Regions from separate parts of the Zea mays genome. Here region 2 is linked to region 1. The links are chromatin contacts, called in public Hi-C maps. All regions are on one chromosome and are shown on one strand. Each heading gives the region's core, a stretch centred on a gene start, on an enhancer-like site or on the middle of the called end of the contact. The rest is flanking DNA. Distances are from core to core; before and after follow the strand shown. Region 1 holds the start of LOC100285526. Region 2 holds the start of LOC100285134.

Region 1 (3,325 bases), core at 564-3,063:
GGCTACAACCAGCTGATCCAAAAGTCAACGCGTGGAAAATAAAAACGGACGGGAGAAACGCTATGCCAGGCGCCACCAATGGCTGTGCCGTTGAACAAGAAGGAGACCCCGTTACGCTGTCCGACAGTGGGTCCACGCGTCGTCCTTGGTTTGCACGCGCTCTTCTGGGGAGTGAGGACGGGGTCTTCGCTGTCCAGTCAACTCTTGGACACAACAACAGGCCACAGCGGCACGGATATCCCAACGGCACAGCCCCAAACGGGCCAACCGTCCCTGAACGCGAAAGCGACCGCTCATCGACTGCTTTTGACCGGCTTTGTGGTCATGGGCCCCATGCACCCAAACCCGACACGATACTTTAAAGCGCGTATTGATGCCGTGCCCATGCCCTGTCCGTTTCTTTGACTTGAGAGTTGAGAGCCAAAGGAACCTGCTGCGACCACTTCAAATCACCACCCAAATTCCATCTGTGTGTATCATATTTCCTACAATTATTATATATATATATAATCCCCGAGAAATTGACGCTTATGCATAGAAGATAAAATAATACGTAGATTTGGAGAAAGTTCATGGCGAGATTAAGTTTAAATGCTCTTTAATTCCTTTTACAGGAGCAAAGCTCGATCTACCACTAATCCGAAGAACAAATGAAACAAGAGGTCTACTACTAGTATCGATTGACTTGACTACCGCTGCTACACTGACTGCTACGGCGGGAAGCAAACGATCTTCACGCCGCGCGGGAGCGGGCAGCGCCAGCGCCAACGCCGCCGTCGCCGTCGCCGTCGCCGTCGTGGCGGTGGTCGCCCTCGTAGGTGACGACGAGCACGGCCGGGTCGTCGGCGGCGCGCTCCACGTGCTTCCGCGCGGGGCAACCCTTGGCGCTGCTGCACCGGTAGTAGCCGCGCGGGTAAGGGGACCCCTTGATGGGCTTCTGCCCGTACTTGCGCCACGAGTACTCGTCGTGGGGTACGTCCGACGACGCCGGCACGTGGCCGGGCGGCTGCGACCCCGGCGTTGCCGCGGCCGCGGGTAGGCGCACCGTGCGCCGGGACAGGCCCTGCCGGCTGCGCTTCTTCTTCGAGCAGTGGCAACCTCCAGCGCCGGACTCGGCGTGGTGCGCCCCCGGCGGAGCAGCGGCGGGGCACGGCGACGTGCGCTTCGGGAGAGGCGGCTTGCCCGAGGACACGGCGGCGAGGCTGCACCCCTTGGACACGCTCCCTTCGCCGCCCGCGGTCACGGACGACAGGAACGAGGTCGAAGTCGCGGACACGGCCGGCGCCCGCGGGGCCTTCTTGTTCGCTGCCGGCGGGACAGACTTGGCGAAGTCCAGCGTCAGGGCTTTGTTCTGAGCCTGATGAGGCGGCTCCGCCGCCGCCTGCTGTGACGCTGGCGTCTCCGTCTCTATGGGCTCCACCGCGGCGACGGCGGGCGCGCGGCGGAAGCGGGCGTGCCCCGTGCGGTCCAGCAGGTTGATGACGCGCCGGAACCGGGACACCGCCTGGTCGGCGATCTGCCCGAGCGGCGGCGACTCCGCCCGCCCCGCGCCGCACGGGGAGAGCGAGGAAGCGAGCAACTCCAGGCTGCGGAGCCCCGCCGCGGCTGCCTCCTGGAACGCCAGTTGCTCGTACGCCCCGCCGCCGCAGGACATGAGGTCCACCGCCATGGCTTAGCTGCTCTGCCGGGCTGCTGCCTGTCTCCTTCCGGCCTTGCGTGGGGCTCTGGAGCCTGGATCGTCGCTTGTAGTTGGAGGTCAGGTCCGTGCGGTGCTGCTGCTGCTTTCTTGTGGCTTCTTGGGTTGTGGGATTGTGAGGTGGGAAACAGGTGGAGGGTGAGTTTTATAGGTAGAAATGGCGGAGGTGCGAACGAGAGGACCAAATGCTAGACGACGAGCTGCCTGCTGGGCTGTGCAAAGTCAATGCCTCGCTTCTCTTTTTTTCCCCCTACCACTACCGGTTTACCACCACTCTTTATTCTAAGTTAAGACTAAGGTGTATTCGGTATGGATTCAAAACAAAACTCTCTAATGAGGAGCTGGACAGATCTATTCCAACACCTGAACTCCACAGTTACAAACTCTATGGAGTTTTGAGAGATGTAGTATAAATTTTTAAGGAGTGTTTAGAATGGCTACAGGTTTCAGCTCTAGTGTGGAATTATAATTTATAATATGAATTTAAATAGTTTTAAAAATATTTTTAATCTAAATAATAAACAAAATGATTTATATATAGCTCCACGATTTTCTAGAGCACCTAATGACCTGTTCTACCAACTCCACCAAATTTCTAAAGCTAGAACTATCTCAAATAGGGCCTTATAGTACCTCTTTTCCTACTCCGAAAACTCTAAAAAGAAATCCATACATGGAGTTTGGAGTTATTTACTCACCACTGTCACAGATTATGAGAAAGCTATTTAAACTCTAGAGTATAGCTTTTCCACTTAGAGCTTTGGAGTAGAGCTGCTCTGTAGTGGAGCAAAGCCACGACAAAACACGCCCTTAGTATAGATCATCCATGGATTTTTCTTAGTCACCGCCTTGGAGTATTACATTATTACAGTACTTGCAAATACTCCATCAAAGTCTAAATTATAAGTCGATTAGGACAACGACACGACAAAAATAGTTTAGTCCAAATTTTTTGTTAAAATACAAATGAACTTTCAATACACTTATACTTTTGTGAAAATACTTTTAAAGATAAATCGGTGCATATGACTATTATGTTTCAAAACTACATAATGAAACACCTATTTGTAGTCAAAGTTTTACAAGTTTGACTCAAACTTTGTCTAGGACGACTTATAATTTGGACCTAGAGGGAGTATATTTTCCGAGTAAAATGCATATGCGGTCCTCGAACTTGACATGTTGTGTCAGTTGAGTCCTCAAACTCCAAAAAACAGGAAAACAGGTACTGTAACTTGATCAGTCCATTCAAAACTAGGTTTGCTTAAACCAGATGCCGACGTGGCGTGCCACCCTAGAGTCACTTTGGTCCTCAAACTTGCCATGTTGTGCCACTTAGGTCCCCGAATTTTGGCATGTTGTATTACTTGGGTCCCCCGAACTTTCATTAGTGTGCTCCAACGTGTCACGTCATGTTGTCATCTGGTTTGAGCAAACCTAGTTTTAGATGAGCCAGCCAAGTTACAACACTCGTTTTTCTGGTTTTGAGAGTCCGAGGACCCAAGTGATACACCATGCCTAGTTTGAGAACCACAGATGCATTTTATAACAAAATCTATTATTTGTCACCAAACAACTCTAGCTTATATGAGCTTCATTGGAACAACTCCCATAAGTTTAAAATCGATA
Region 2 (3,325 bases), core at 589-3,088, 200 kb before region 1:
GCCTTAGGAGAAATAGAAAAGGACAAGATCATGGTCGCCAAAGCTTACAACAAGAAGGTCAAGGCTAAATCGTTTCAAGTAGGAGACCTGGTATGGAAGACCGTCTTGCCTCTAAGGAGTAAAGACCGGAAGTTTGGGAAGTGGTCGCCAAGCTGGAAAGGCCCTTATAAAGTCATACAGGTGATGTCCAGTAACGCCTACTTGTTGCAAACATTACAAGGCAAAGACTTGCCCAAGGCGTTAAACGGGCGTTTCCTCAAATAGTATCATCCTAGTATGTGGCAAAATGCCTAAGGAAACCAATGCGATCACTTCGTGTTAGTTGCTTTTGGTTCGCTCAGCTCCACCAAAAGGCAGGGGGCATTGCTGTGCGGACGATCCGGCCCCGAGGCCAGACGATCCGCAGTGGTGGTGCGGACGGTCCCCGCACACAGAGTCAGTTAGGGTTCTGAGTTTCTTGCTACAATTGTTGGCTATATTCACGGAATTGGCTCGGGAAGTTTGTTTGTAACGGGTCCAGCCCCCTCCTTTATAAATACAGAGGAATACGGCCGATTAGTCATCAACAATCGAATCAATAATCATTTTATCTCTCGTTTTTACCTTAGGCATTAGGAGTAGTTCTAGTTTAGCCTCTCAATCCCTAAATTATTCGCTTCTCTTTGGCTCTACGTCGATTAGAGGTGTTTAGATCAGTCTGCTGACCCTAGACAACACCTAGAATCTCTTCTCCCCGATGAGGTCCCTCCCGGGAGCGAGATTCAGGCGCCGTCGGCGAACTTCGCCGCCCCTGCGCACGCGCGGACCTTCCGGCCTATAGGCTCGGACCGTCCGGCCTGACAGACAGGGAACTCTAGCCCTGCTACAGGTCACAGACCGTTTAGCCCCTAGGCGCGGACCGTCCGCGCCTGTGCAGAGAGCACCGCCGCTGGTTCTCAACGCAGTGATTGACGCCTGAATCGGCGCCAACATGAGCTTCGTTGGGTCGGACAGGCCTAAGCCCGACCCATGCGTGCGGACCGTGCTGGGGCCCGACATGCCTTAAATTTGAGGCCCAGCCTAAATTATTTCATGTTAGACCCTGGTTTGGGCTCTTATTTTGGAAATGTGCTCATGTTAACCTAAAAAGGCTGGCTCATATTCTCGGTACTAGACCCAACACATTCTCCAGCGATTGGATGGTTTCTAGACACTCCATATGTGACAACATACCGCTTCTAAAACCACGCTTGTGTTTTGATACAATTTCTCGATACGTGCTCCACTCCATCCCCACCAAAATAATAAACTTTTTAGGTTAATCAAAATCAAATTGTTATTAGTTTAACCAAATTTGTAAAAATAATATGCATTTACGTAATATCACGTCTGTGCGATTCAATTTATCATGTACTACGTTTTACAATGCATTTTTTTTGTTTTGATACATTTATATATAATCTTAGCCAAATTTATGATGGATTGGTCTTCAATAAATTTAGGGTAGTGTTTTTTTTTTGGAACGGTGACGGGGGCACATGAACAGCTCACACCCAGTTCTTCCCCTTCCGGGCTAGGCTAATCTGCGAGCGTACAAACAAACACCCAATAGGAGCGCGCAGATATTGTTGCTTGTTGGCAATCCATCTCCTCCTAGTCCTGGCGAGGATGTCACGATCAGAAGCTTCGCGCCCGCCCGACACCGCAAGCGAAAAGGGGGACGGTGCCGCGTTGCCGTGCCCCACGCATCAACAAAACGTGTGGCCCGCCCTCTCCCGTGGGCCGCGGCCCGTGCCCAAAAGCAGGGCATCCAGCAGTATAAAGCCGGCGCCACATCCTGTGCTTGGCCGCAGCACCAGTTGCTTCACGGCTTCATCATCACTCCACTAGCCAGTCAGCTACTGGCCTACAGCTAGCCGCCTCCTCTCCTCTCATCCCATCCCATCTCATCTCCGACAAGCGAAGCAGAGCACTGGCATGAGCATGGACCGCATGGCGCGGCGTTCCGTGTCCTTGCTCCTCGCTCTGGCTCTCCTGGCCGCCGCGGCGTCGGCGGACTCGTGGCTGTACGAGAAGTTCACGACGGAGGGCAACGTGCGCGCGGACTACAACGCGCAGGGGCAGCAGGTGACGTCTCTGATCCTGACGCAGCAGTCCGGCGGCGCCTTCAGCTCGCGGCAGAAGTACCTGTACGGGGAGTTCAGCATCCAGATGAGGCTGATCCCGGGCAACTCCGCGGGCACCGTGACCTCCTTCTACCTGTCGTCGGGCGACGGGCCCGGGCACGACGAGATCGACATGGAGTTCATGGGCAACGCCAGCGGGCAGCCCGTGGTGCTGAACACCAACGTGTGGGCCAACGGCGACGGCAAGAAGGAGCACCAGTTCTACCTGTGGTTCGACCCGGCCGCCGACTTCCACACCTACACCATCATCTGGAACGACAAGAACGTCATCTTCAAGGTGGACGACCTCTTCGTGCGGTGCTTCAAGCGGTACCCGGACCTGGCGTACCCGGGCGGGAAGCCCATGTCGGTGCACGCCACGCTGTGGGACGGCAGCTACTGGGCCACGCAGCAGGGGAAGGTGAAGGTGGACTGGTCCGCCGCGCCCTTCGCCGTCTCCTACCGCGGCTACTCCGCCGACGCCTGCGTGCCCGACGGCGACGGCCGCCCGCTCTCCTGCCCCGCCGGCACCGACCGCTGGATGAGCCGCCAGCTCGACGCCGCCGAGTGGGGCACCGTCGCCTGGGCCAGGCAGAACTACATGCACTACAACTACTGCGACGACGGCTGGCGCTTCCCGCAGGGCTTCCCCGCCGAGTGCTCCCGCAACTGATTCATTGGTTTGTTTGTTATCCCCGATCCGTTCGCGCGGTCGCCGTCCGTCCCACACAGTGCCCTGCCCTGCCCCCCCGACGATTTCTTGCTTCCTGTTCCTCATCTAATTAATCATCAATGGTGTTTGTTCGTCACCGCTGTTCTTGATGGATGGATGCACAGGACAGGGCAGGACAGATGTTGTTGCCTTCCATTCCATGTACATTTTGCCGCACATTTATACACTACTAGTGCCCTTGAATGTTTTCTTCTTTCTCTCTGTGTTTTTCTTTACGGTTTGTGAGATTTGTTACTGAAAGGGAGTTCATAAAGATAATAACGTGAATTCTACTGTACTACATACACCGTGAAAACAAAAGGGAAGGCAACGTTGTAGTATCCGTTACAAAGCAACGACACCTAACACATGGTGTCAGTCTCGACCAGGTACGAACATTACTATACTACCCTGTCGATTGACTCCGATTTGAATTGCTTTGGGATTCGGTGCATCACCGTCCGTCCTC

Evidence for each region. A called contact is a pair of places that touch in the nucleus more often than the background predicts.
Region 2: a Hi-C map of bundle sheath shows a contact between it and region 1, with 5 times the contacts expected there. The contact joins the promoter of LOC100285134 here to the promoter of LOC100285526 in region 1. A contact is called at or near these places in 3 of 25 Hi-C or Micro-C datasets (bundle sheath, ear and leaf mesophyll).

What each region holds. Positions count from the first base shown.
Region 1 is chr10:69,842,530-69,845,854 of Zm-B73-REFERENCE-NAM-5.0, reverse strand. LOC100285526 reads right to left here and starts at 1,813. Exons shown (of 1, transcript NM_001158417.1): 1 at 559-1,813. The coding sequence starts at 1,669. The coding sequence ends at 734.
Region 2 is chr10:70,044,704-70,048,028 of Zm-B73-REFERENCE-NAM-5.0, reverse strand. LOC100285134 reads left to right here and starts at 1,838. Exons shown (of 1, transcript NM_001294297.2): 1 at 1,838-3,196. The coding sequence starts at 1,957. The coding sequence ends at 2,817.